Linked DNA regions of Mus musculus: regions 1 and 3 are each linked to region 2. The links are chromatin contacts, called in public promoter capture Hi-C maps. All regions are on one chromosome and are shown on one strand. The core of a region is the stretch at or near the end of the contact, and the rest is flanking DNA. Distances in the headings are between cores, read along the strand shown.

Region 1 (3,576 bases), core at 831-3,330, 1.2 Mb after region 2:
TTAGAACAATAGTTTTTTTTTGGGGGGGAGGGGCTTGTAGGAAGCATTTCTGTCCTAGAACAGTTTATTAAGACCCTATTGTAGCTGGGCCAGGGCGCACACCTTTGATCCCAGCACCGGGGAAGCAGAGGCAGGTGGATGTCTGAGTTCAGGGCTAGCCTGGTCTACAGAACAAGCACCAAGACTCTGTCTTGAAAAGCCAAGAGAACAAACAAAGTATTGCTCACATCAAGATACATTGAGTCAGATGAGTTTGTTTTTGAAGTAGTCTTTGCTATGTAGTCCATGCTGGCTTCAAACTCACTTTAAAATTGGCCTTAAACTGGTCCTTCTGTTTCTCCTGCTCATGTTCTGAGATTTTAGTGATTCATCTTCTGTGCCATTTTCTGCAGTTCTGGGAACAGAACCCAGAGCTTCATGCATGCTAAGTAAGTACTCTAACAATTGAGTTATATACTTAGTACTCAGTTTTGGTTTTTTTTTTGTTTGTTTGTTTTTGTTTTTTTGGTTTGTTTTTGTTTTTGTTTTTTTTTTTTTGTTTTTTTTTTGTTTGTTTGTTTTTTGTTTTTTGAGACAGGGTTTCTCTGTATAGCCCTGGTTGTCCTTCTGGCTGTAACTCACACTGTAGACCAGGCTGGCCTCAAACTCAGAAATCTGCCTGCCTCTGCCTCCCAAGAGCTGGAATTAAAGGTATGTGCCACCACTGCCTGGCTTAGATTTTTTTTTTTAAGGTTTAGTTTTAATTATGTGGATACAGTGTATTTGGGGGGGGGGGATTGTGTATATGTGAGTGCAGGAAATTAGAAATTTAGAAGAAGGAACTGAATATATAAATTTTCTTTCTTTCTTTATTTTGCTTATATGCATGCATATGTGTGCTTATACATGTCAGAGATTAATGTTGAATGTTTTCTTCAATCACTTTCCACATAGCCATCTTTCCAGCCCAATATTTAAAGAAAATTAAAGAAGTAGGACCACCAGTAGGGTGTCTAGCCCCTCCTGTGGTCTCAGGCCACCTCCATTGAATGGAGGCAGCTGCCAGGCTACGCTGTGCTTAGTAACCTGAGTACAAAATGTCTGTATGTATAGCAGTGTAACTCAGAATGAAAACAATAGCAACCATTAAAATAATAATGGCCCTGTTTTTCTTATTTTCCTTTGGAAAAAAAATTTGGTGTGTGTGTGTGTGTGTTTTGAGACAGGGTCTCACTATGTAACCCTGGCTGTGCTGGGACTTACTCTGTAGACCAGGCAGGCCTCGAACTCACGGAGCTCTTTCTGTCTCTGCCTCTTGAATGCTACATTAAAGGCACGTGCGGCTGTGCCTCACTTGCCCTAAGTTTTTGAGTTCTTCTTGGCTGAACTTAGCGGTGGGGTAATTCAGGATACATCACTGGCACCATGACATCATCCCATCTGGTTTCTGTCACCACTGATATCCTTATCCTTACACTGCACGAAGTCGTCCTTCCGCTGCCCTGTGATATCAGTTGATGTCACTTATCAGGTGACCAGGACCAGTTGACCCCTCTCTAGTCTCGGTGTCTGGTGTTGGTTCATCTTTCTACCCAAGCTTGTTCCCAGACCTCTGTGTTAGTTTCAGGCTCCTTGCTGGAAACAACGCTGCCCATGAGCAAATGCTGTTCGGCTGAGGAGACAAGTGGCTGTCTTGATCCTGCTCGGGTCTTGGGTAGGGCTGTGTGAGGAGCCTCAGTGGGTCCTGACTTCACAGTCCTGAGGATTTGCTTTCTAGTTTTTGGAGAAATATCCTTCTGGATTTCCTACCAGGTGCTCATGACTTGCCTCCCATACCCTCTGGTGCTTCTTCTCCAAAACTAAGTGAGCCAGGAGCCCCCGCCCCGCCCACTCTAACCCGAGACCTCTCGGATGCAACGTCGTCGGGTTCACTTTCGTAGCCGGAGATCGGCTACGCGTAACAACCGGAGAGGGCGGGCGGCAGGCCGGGCTGGAGGCTGGCTCTTCATTGGCTGGGAGGAGTGTGGGAACTGAAGTCGAGAAGGATTCACAGCCCCGCCGCTCCCCCCCCCCCCCCCCCGTCCGCCGTATTTAAGCGCTCAGAGCTCGGCCTCCGGGTTCGGTGTCGCAGGCGCTCGCCCACGCGGTGCGCACCGGGGCGCCAGGTACAGCGTGGAAAGCCGGGCGAGCGTCTCAGCCCTCGCTAGCTGGACCTGGACCCCAGACCAGTGGGCAACGCTGCCAAAACCCGCAAAGTCGAGCGAGGGACAACGGAACACCGGATTCAAGCGCGGCTCTACCTAAAAGTCCTGGAAGCTGGAGAAGGGGCGGCGAGCGCGCGTCAGTGCAAGCCTGGCTCTGCTCCCGACCGTCACTGCGACCGCGGGCGCAGGAAGGATGTGAGTGGAGGCCGGGGCGAAGCCCGGTTCCCAGGCCTTCTGTGGCCCTCACTCAGAGCCCACGATTCAGAGGGAAGGGTAACTCTCTGCCTTGCCACCCGTCCTGCGTTCCCGCCTCCACGGCTCCCAAGCTCACAAAACCGAGGACAGCTGACATCCTGGAGATGAGCGTAAAAGACATCTGCAGCGCCTACACGGCCCGGTGACAGCTGGGGTCACTGCGTGGAGGTGAGCTGTGTGCGGGACAGGGACAGATTCCCGCGCTTGCAGCTCCCTAACCCTAATCCTAACCCTGAGAGCTCAGCAAGATGGCTTTGCCGAGCCTGAGACCCTGGGCAAGTTCTGGGCTCTTTCAGAAAGTGTCTCACCGAGACGATCTGCTTCCTGGCAGGATGTGAGGGGGTCGCCTGCCTGTCCCAGCTGGAACCAGGAGCCGGCCCGCCTCCCGCCTTCGTGGTGCATTTGCAGAAGTTTGACTCCAGTACCTCCTCCCACTCGAGAACCGGGTCTCTGGGCCCGAGCTGAACCTGGAGGTTGTGGCCGCGGTGAAGTGTGGCTTGTCTTACGACTGCAGGCTTGCACCAGAGAATGCGTATTTACAGTCGCACGGCGCATTTGTTTGGTTTTAAACCATATGGTTCAGTAGCACCGCTTCCTAGCTCTGGCATCCCTGACCCAGATCGTTTCCCAAGCCCTTCTTCTAGTCGGGGATATACGGATGGGGATGTGTCCCCTCACACTCCAGGGTTGGCTTTGCTTTGCTTAGTGTTGGAGTCTGCAACTACCCTGGGATATAATATGGACCCCAATAGGGGGCAACCAAGAAGGTGACAGTCACCAAGCTGTCTCGGTGCAGTAAGGTGATTGGGGAGAAGTATGGGAAGGGGGGGGTTCCTGATTTAAAAAAATAACTGTGTGTGTGTGTGTGTGTGTGTGTGTGTGTGTGATTGTGATGTATGCATGTGCTACTATGTATCCATGGGCAAACAGCAAGACTTCTGCCAGGAGTGGGGTGGGGTTGTAACCATGGTGGGACGGGGTTGTGGTGGTGAGGGTGATCCATGCCTTTAATCCCAGTGCTCTCAGGAGGGAGAGGCAGGCAAATCTCTGAGTTTGGGGACAGCTTGGTCTACAGATCAAGTTCCAGGACAACTAGCGCCACACAGGAAACCCTGTCTCAAAAACCAAACCAAAACAA
Region 2 (3,914 bases), core at 1,154-3,653:
GTTCCTCTGGATGTGGGAAGACATTCCCCAGCCGCAGTTCAGCCCCAGGTTGGCCGCTACCTTCTTCCGAAGGCTCCCTCCTCCGGCTGGCTGGCCAGCAGGAGGGTCATTCTTAGAGAATGTGTGTGCAGAGTTGTCATTTGGGGATAATCAGGGCCCACCCTCTGCCGCCCGTCCGACCCCGTGGGGTTGTTTTGTGTTTGCATTTCAGCAAGTGACTTCTGCGAAGTTCCTGGTCACCACCGGGGGTTCTATGATATTTGTAGAGTCGGGGGTTGGCTCACCCCAGCCCGTAGAGGACTTTCTTCAGGGCCCGTTGCTGCTGGGCAAGCACCCTGCAGGCGGGCTGTGCCCTGGGCACATTTGCCTTTTGTGAAGGCGGAACTGCAGGTGTTTCCTCATAGGAAAGCACTCAGCCTGCGTGGGCGTAGGGCCCATGGGGCCTCACCTCAAGGTCCACATGGCCTTGGCTGTCTGATGCGCGCTCACAGTGGGCTGTCTGGGAGGGTGGGGTCTCCACGATGATCCTTAAAGGATTCCTTTGTATGGGTGGGTGCATGTGGGCACGATTTTGTACTTAGAATTTGAACTCTTGGTCATGTGGGAGAACACAGGCTGTTCTGAAGGCTTCTAATAAAATATCAAGCCCTCCATGTCTGTGCCTCTCGTCTGTCCTTAGCAGCCTAGGGGCAGCCTGCCCGGTGACCGGAGGTGGAACAGTGGGATCTACCATGTTCACAGTGAAACCGGGATCAGGAGGAGTGCTTGCTGGTGGTCCTCTGCCATAGAGGAAAAAGGGAGGGCAGGAGGTGGAGAGGAGAGGGGCATACAGAGCTGTTGTTGCTCTCATGGTGAACAAGACCTGGGTGGCCGCTGGGGGTTTCTGCTAGCTCCCAGGTCAGGGTAGGGGAAGAGATCCTAACAACTGTAGACTCTCTGCTTTGTCCACTGAGAGGAAGCTGAGGGCCTCAGTGGACCTCTTGCTGCAGCAAGAGGCTCGGCTGTGCCGAACCTGAGAAAGTATCTGTTCTAGCTCCCGCTTCCCCTTAGTTCACCTGCTTAGGCGATTCATAAATGCCCTCCCTTCCACAGAGCGACCAGGGCCAGGACTGACCCATTCCATTCAAACTATGAGCCTGGTAGGTATGGGCTATTGTCTAAGACAGGGTGTCCGCTTTAAGGCAGGCTATAGGTTAGTCAAGTTCACAGGGCTCTCCAAAGGCAAAACCCATGGAGCAAGAAGTGGGAAGGTGTGTCTACATGTCTTCTGAAGGACAAAGTCATAGATGTGGCTCCCATCCCGACTTGGATCTTTCCCATCTAGAAGTTCATTAGCCACCACCCCCCTCTTATTCCTATCCACTCTGCCAGGGACCACCTGAGGACCCTTCTGTGACCCACGTATAGTAAGCAAGGACAGAGAACCTCATCTGCACTCATTTAGCTTACCACAGGAGCAGCAGAACTTCTACAGATGGGGAGGAGGCCAGTGCCCTTGTGGAGTGTCCTACACACAGGCCGGGCATACTCCACTTACAGGGACTGAAGTTGCTGGGTCACCTCACTCTCAGGAGCCCTGCCACTCTGGAGCAGGCTCTCCCATTCAGAGTACACCCACTCTGTTGGCAGGCACATACAAGGTTGCCTCCTCTCGGAATCAATGTAGATAGATATATGGCAGCTGAGCCTGCGCACTGCCTCAGTCCTGTGCTCCAGGAGCCTGGCAAGTCAGTGAGCAACTGCCTGCAGACAGAACCTTGCAGAGAGCGAGGTATTAAGTTACACGATGGCCCTCTTGGAGGACACAGTGCTCTCTCTCAAGGGACTTAAATCAACAGGAACTCCAGATCACCTCCACTTTGAAGCCCGGTCCCCTCTTCCATGCGCCCTCTCCCTTTCCCTCCTATACTTTGCAAAGATTGCTGTTAAACTGCCGATCTTCCCCAGCTGCAGACGCACGACCCTATTCATATCCCTTCCCCCTGGCTGGGCATTTCTCGAATGTAGGGTCTTTAAAACTACTCCAATTAACATGGGAGTTTTAGAATTGAAGGTCCCACTTCTTTGGGAAACCAGGATGGTGGGTCACCCTAGCAGAAATTACAGCAGCTTGCAGGGCCAGCCTCACAGCAAGGAGATATGAAAGCACGATCGCCAAAATCAACCCAAGTTAGCATCTAGCCAGCTCAGCGAAAGAACAATATTCCAAAAGCTTCATATTGGTAGTTTGGAAAATAACGGCCCTCCCTTCCCAGTCCTGGCCTCTGGGACACTTGCTTGTCTAGGACGGTCGGGTGGCCTGGCCTCCAGCACAGGCGGACGGGGGGCGGAGACTCATTAGCATAATTTATGCACGCGGTCGTTTAGCAGTCAATTATATGCGCATATATTTCCATGGCTGATGAGGCTGGCCGGGCACTTTCAAAATGGCGGAGCGTGGAGCGAGTGGCGGCGGGAGCGGCGGGGACAGTCTGGACAAGAGCATCACGCTGCCCCCCGACGAGATCTTCCGCAACCTGGAGAACGCCAAGCGCTTCGCCATTGATATAGGTAGACACGGACCGGGTACTCAAGAAAGTGGCCGGAGCAGTGGGCGCGGGCGGCCAGCCAGCGGGGGCGGCGGGAAGGACGAAGGGCGGGGGCGCGGGCCATGCGCACAGCCTCACGGGTCGCCGCACAGCCTCTCGGGACTCATAGTGTGCGCGGCGTCAAGGTGCGGGACCGAGCGGGCTGTGGGACTCCAGCTCCCGGTAGGCGCTGCGCGGTTGGAGCGGGGCACGTCGGGCCTCGTAGTCCGCGCAGCGCCGGTGGCTCAGTGGAGGGACGGGCGGGGCGGGTGGCCTCGGGGGTCCTCATCTGCTCAGAGTCCCCCGGGATGAGGCTGGCCATGGCCCCGCGGCGCACTCCGCCGGAGTTCCGGCTTCCCAGTGAGCTGTGGAGACGTTGGGCCTGGACACTTGTCGAGCGCTGCAGCGTGGACCGTGGCTACGGCCGCCGCCTCCTGCGCGCCTAGGAGTTCACCTTCCTGCCGACCCGCTACAGGCCCACCTTAGATCCCCTTCGCGCGTTGGGCAGCCTCATGCCCACTAACAAGTCCTCGGGGGAGGTTCTTTCATCGCCCTGGTGTGCAGATGCGGAGACCAAGGCACAGAAGAAGGCTAGCTTTCTCCGTGGTCTCTCTATTCGTAGATCCAGGATGGGAGCCGGCCAACGCTCCCCCTCCCCCTCCCCCACCCCTACCCCTGTCCCCCAAGCTCTCTGCTCTGCATCCTGTTATTGAGGAGCTTTGTACCCAATTGCTTGCAGGCGTTTCCCCGCGTATCTCTTGATGCCAGCATTGTCAGTGAGGCCCCACACAGCCGGGCAGCATCCGCAGTCTTGGACTTATCTCCGTGAATCAATGGGTGTGCTGCTGGCTCTTAGCCTCCTTGGAAAGCCTAGGTTGTTAAGAGACTGTGAAGAATCTCGTTACTTCTGGAATATTGAATAAGTCCCCCACCCTCTTGCTTTTGGGTTGTCTCTCTGACGTGTTCTTCCTTGGGAGGAATGAGGAATGGAAGAGAAAGTAAAGATGGCCTGCTGGCTTGTCCTGTGTTCCAGCTTTATCAAGGGCTCAGGAGGGTGGTGGAGTGGGCCAAGATTCTACTAGCACCTGAGATAACTCGGTGACTGGCTGTATATTAGTTTAGAAGTGATGAGCTTGCAGCCCCAGCAGAGGGGACTGTCCACAACCTGACCTCTCCAAAGGCCCCAAGGCAGCTGTTCCAGGATCCTGAAACCTTCACTCCAGGGCTGGGTTTTATGCTTTGCCCTGTGGTCTTATACTTATTCATTAGGAAGGAGGCAAAATTAAATAACTGTGTCTGGAAAGCAGGTGAAAATGAATTCAAACATCATCAGGCAGTTAAGAAAAT
Region 3 (3,952 bases), core at 109-2,608, 1.1 Mb after region 2:
CTTAGATCCACTGGGCCTTAGGGTAGAATTCCAGAGAGGAGTAAATCGCGGTGGTGCAAAGAATGCTGAGTTGTCTGACCAGCTCTACCAGATCAGAGAAACTGAGGTCATGAGGAAGTGAGGAAGGCCTAGCAGAGAGCAGGGTGAAAAAAACAGGACCAAGCCTGACAGATACTCTCTAATCTTTGTTCAAAACAGAGCCCTGGTGCACACAGTTTTGCTCTTTTCCAGGGGCGGTCTAGTGGTTCTACCTCACTTCAGAGAAGATGTAAGCTTTCAAAAAGTACAGTGCCAGGGCTGGTGAGATGGCTCAGTGGGTAAGAGCACTGACTGCTCTTCTGAAAGTCCTGAGTTCAAATCCCAGCAACCACATGGTGACTCACAATCATCCATAATGAGAACTGACGCCCTCTTCTGGGGTGTCTGAGGACAGCTACAGTGTACTTACATATAATAATAAATAAATCTTTAAAAAAAAAAAAAGTACAGTGCCTCCTCCTTGTGTTACTGTGGGGCGTCCATGGAGTTTTAGCTTCTGTGAAGAAGCCTAAGTACCCGAGGCCTCCAAAGTGAGAGGCCGGGGCGATCAGGCAGCCCAGAGACAAGACTCCTCCTAAGCATTCCACTTGGTGACCCCAGAGGCACCATGCTCGGCTTAAGAGTGGGTGTGGCTTCCCATTTGGGAGGAACCAGAGTCCAGCTCCCTAAGCAGACACGCCAAAGATGTATTAGAAAGTCCCGATTTTTACAAAAGAATGAATTTGAACTTTGTCTTCATCTTGAAATGGGGCTAGCCAAATCACGAACTATAGCCAGTTAAATATTTCAAAGGCTACCATAGCCTTGATTGGCAGTTCTGATTCTTTTTTTTTTTTTTTTGAGACAGGGTTTCTCTATATAGCCCTGGCACTCACTTTGTAGACCAGGCTGGCCTCGAACTCAGAAATCCGCCTGTCTCTGCCTTCCAGTGCTGGGATTAAAGGCGTGCGCCCCGACACCCGGCTCCAGCTTTGAATTCTTTTGTGACCCTCTTGGAGCGAGGCGGACGTTACACTCCATAGCCTTGCTTAGAACCAAGGCCGGCCACCTAACAAGGACTACGATGATTGGCCGCCCCTAGAACTATTGGGGAATGTAGTCGTTTCCTTCCCTCCCTAGGCTCAAGTCCTCTTGGACTACATTTCCCAGTCAGCGCTGGGAACGCAAACCCGCTGCCAGGACGGAATCCTGGGTAAACGCACTTGGGCGAAGGGGCCGCTAGGAGTTGTAGTTTTTTTGCCCTCGCCACGGCCTGGGCGGGGGCGGGCCAGAGACTACAAATCCCAGAGACGCTCGCGGGGCGCGCGCAGGGCGGCCGGTACGAAAGGAGCTCGGCTGGCGAGTGGTGAGTGAGGGCCCTGCTCTGGCGGAGGTGGCGGCTGCAGCGACGCCGTAAAGGCCGCGGGTAGCGCAGACTCTGGGACTCTGAGACTAATGCAGGGCCTAGCGGGGCAGCGCCTCCCTCGCTGCCTGCCATCTTGTCAGTGAGGAGGCGGTACGGACGGAGCCGGGAGTGGAGCGTGGTGGATGGAGGGACGGGGAGGTTGCAGGGGACATGGACCGCGAGCTGCACGGAGGTGGAGGACGTGGGAGATGGGTTGGTGTCGTGAAGGGGGCGAGGTCCTCCCGCGGGATGTGCTCTTCTTGAGGACTTTGCCGTGAGAGCCACTATATCAGCGAGTTACACATCCTCCCGCGTTTCGGCGCATTAAATGTAAAGGTGTCGAACTTAGCCCAGTATTTTGTTTTTTTATTGTTTTGGGAAAGGGGTTGGCCATGTAACCCCTGCCGTTGTCTCGTAATCTTGTTGGGTTTTCTTAGTCTCACTGCAGTGTACAAAGAAGGCAAAACTGTTTTTTTTTGTTTGTTTGTTTGTTTGTTTTGTTTTGTTTTTAATTTGTGGGTTTGTGGTGCTGTGTGTGGCCGAGGTGGGGTGGGGGCAGGATTTGAATCTGGGGCTTTCTCACATTTTGCTTCTCCTCTACAATAAATCCCGCAAGAAAGTCATGGGTTGGCTTCACCAGGTTGAGCCAGGTTACAAACATAGTTTGGTAACTACGTTAAGAGCTAGACAATAATTTGAGTCCGTTTTTATTTTTAGAAGCTCGTAGAAGGAACTACAGATCTGAATTATGCAGATAGTTTCTTTCTCCACCCCCCCCCATCCCCCCTTCCTTTTCTTTCTTTTTTTGAGACAGGTTGGCCTGGAACTCATTCTGTAGACTAGGCTGGGATTAAAGGCATGTGGCCCCGTAACTCGGCTAATAGTTTCTTTTCTTGACTTCCATATCCTGGCCTTAATAATCTTCCCCAAAACAAAGCAAGCACATATCTTGATGAGTTTAACTCATCTTAGGTGAGCTCTTTTGTCCACTAGCAGCATCTGTCACAACCTTTCGGAACTGGCTTGCATTTGTTCATGTTAATTTGGATCTATAAGGTAACTCATTAAAAGAACATTGCTACCAGGCAATGGTGGCACACATTCCCAGCACCTCGGAGGCAGAGGCAGGCAAATCTCTTGAGTTCCAGGCTCCAGGATAGTGGGTAAGAACAGGTATTCAACAATGCTACTCCTTGTGTAGCTACCTAATGATGAGAATCTATCTCAAAAGAAAATCAGCTTGAAAGACATCATCTACTACATAGTTTGAGACCAGCCTGAAATACATAAGACTGCACACACATGCACAGTGGTCTGTAATCCCATGCTTGTAACCCTAGCACTTTGGGAGGCAGGGGCAGGAGTTGAAGACCAACCTGGTCTACATAGTGATGCAGTGAGTTCCAGGCAAGGTTGGCCTTCATAATGAGATCCTAATTCAAAAAAATAAAAAGGTGTGGCAAAGATAGCTCAGTTAAAAGTGCCTGCAGAACAAGTATGAGGATGAGTTTGTAGCCACAGTGCCCACATTAATGTGAGGAATGGAGTCAGATGGGTTCTTGAGCTCATTGATTGGTCAGCTGAGCCGCATCAATGAGCTCCCGGTTCAATGAAAGAGCCTGTCTCAAAAAATACAGTGGATGGGGACTGGGTAGATGGCTGAGGGTAAAATGCGTGTGTAAGCATGAGAGCCTGAATTCAGATTCCCAGTCCCTATTGAAAGAGCAGGTGGCGTACCTCCCTCATCCCAGTTTGAGTAGAAGGAAAACAAGCAACTCCTCAGGGCAGGCTGACCATCCAGCAAAGGTGATGAGGTCTGGGTTCAGTGAAAGATCCTATGACCCACCTCTAATTCCAGCACCAGAGAAGCAGAGGCAGGGGAATCGCTGTGAGTTCAAGGCCAGCTGGTCTTCACAGCTAGTTCTAGGACAGCCAGGATTATAGAGAGACCTGTCTCCAAAACAAACAAACAAACAAACAATGGTGGAGAGTGATAGAGGAAGACATGCATCTCCTGTCTCTGAGCACCACACGTGCCGTGGGAAAGTGAACCCATGCACACATGCACTACACAAAATAAGGTGGAGAGTAGTCACTGCTGACTTCTGGTGTACACACACTTCTAAACACGTGTATACACCACGCACAACAGGAAAGTATGTGTAGGACCCACATAGTGAAAGAAGAGAACTGCCTCTCACAAGTCGTCTTCTGACCTCCATGCATGTCTTAGCAGATGTGTAAATATGACATAAACAAATAATCAGAAACTTAAAAAGTACATTCAGAATGGCTGAACCAGTGACATGGCTCAGTGGATAAAGGGGTTTACAGCCAAGGCTGACAACCTGAATTTGATCTCTGAAATCCGCAGGGTAAAAGAAGAGAACTGACTGTTCTCTGATGGCCACATACATGCTATATAGCATGTGTCTGGTGGCATGTATGTGCATACTCATGCACACACAGAGCGAATAAGTACATGTTACAGAACTGCCATATCTAATTGGAAGATAACCCAATTAAAAC

The links. Promoter capture Hi-C pulls out the DNA fragments that hold promoters and counts their contacts.
Region 1: a contact with region 2 is called in a promoter capture Hi-C map of erythroid cells, with 5 times the contacts expected there. The contact joins the promoter of AW011738 here to the promoter of Pank4 in region 2.
Region 3: a promoter capture Hi-C map of liver shows a contact between it and region 2, with 3 times the contacts expected there. The contact joins the promoter of 9430015G10Rik here to the promoter of Pank4 in region 2. A contact is called at or near these places in 1 of 39 promoter capture datasets (liver) and 1 of 484 Hi-C or Micro-C datasets (uterus).

The regions. Positions count from the first base shown.
Region 1 is chr4:156,201,204-156,204,779 of GRCm38.p6, forward strand. It overlaps AW011738 (expressed sequence AW011738), which reads left to right and starts at 2,081. Exons shown (of 1, transcript NR_030671.1): 1 at 2,081-3,576. It also overlaps a transcript of Perm1 not described here.
Region 2 is chr4:154,961,720-154,965,633 of GRCm38.p6, forward strand. Pank4 (pantothenate kinase 4) reads left to right here and starts at 2,404. Exons shown (of 20, transcript NM_001305804.1): 1 at 2,404-2,550. The coding sequence starts at 2,427. Gm42363 (a long non-coding RNA gene) reads left to right here and starts at 2,558. Exons shown (of 2, transcript XR_881640.3): 1 at 2,558-2,750; 2 at 3,307-3,594. It overlaps Hes5 (hes family bHLH transcription factor 5), which reads left to right. Exons shown (of 3, transcript NM_010419.4): 3 at 1-652.
Region 3 is chr4:156,108,640-156,112,591 of GRCm38.p6, forward strand. It overlaps 9430015G10Rik (RIKEN cDNA 9430015G10 gene), which reads left to right and starts at 1,359. Exons shown (of 10, transcript NM_177205.1): 1 at 1,359-1,534.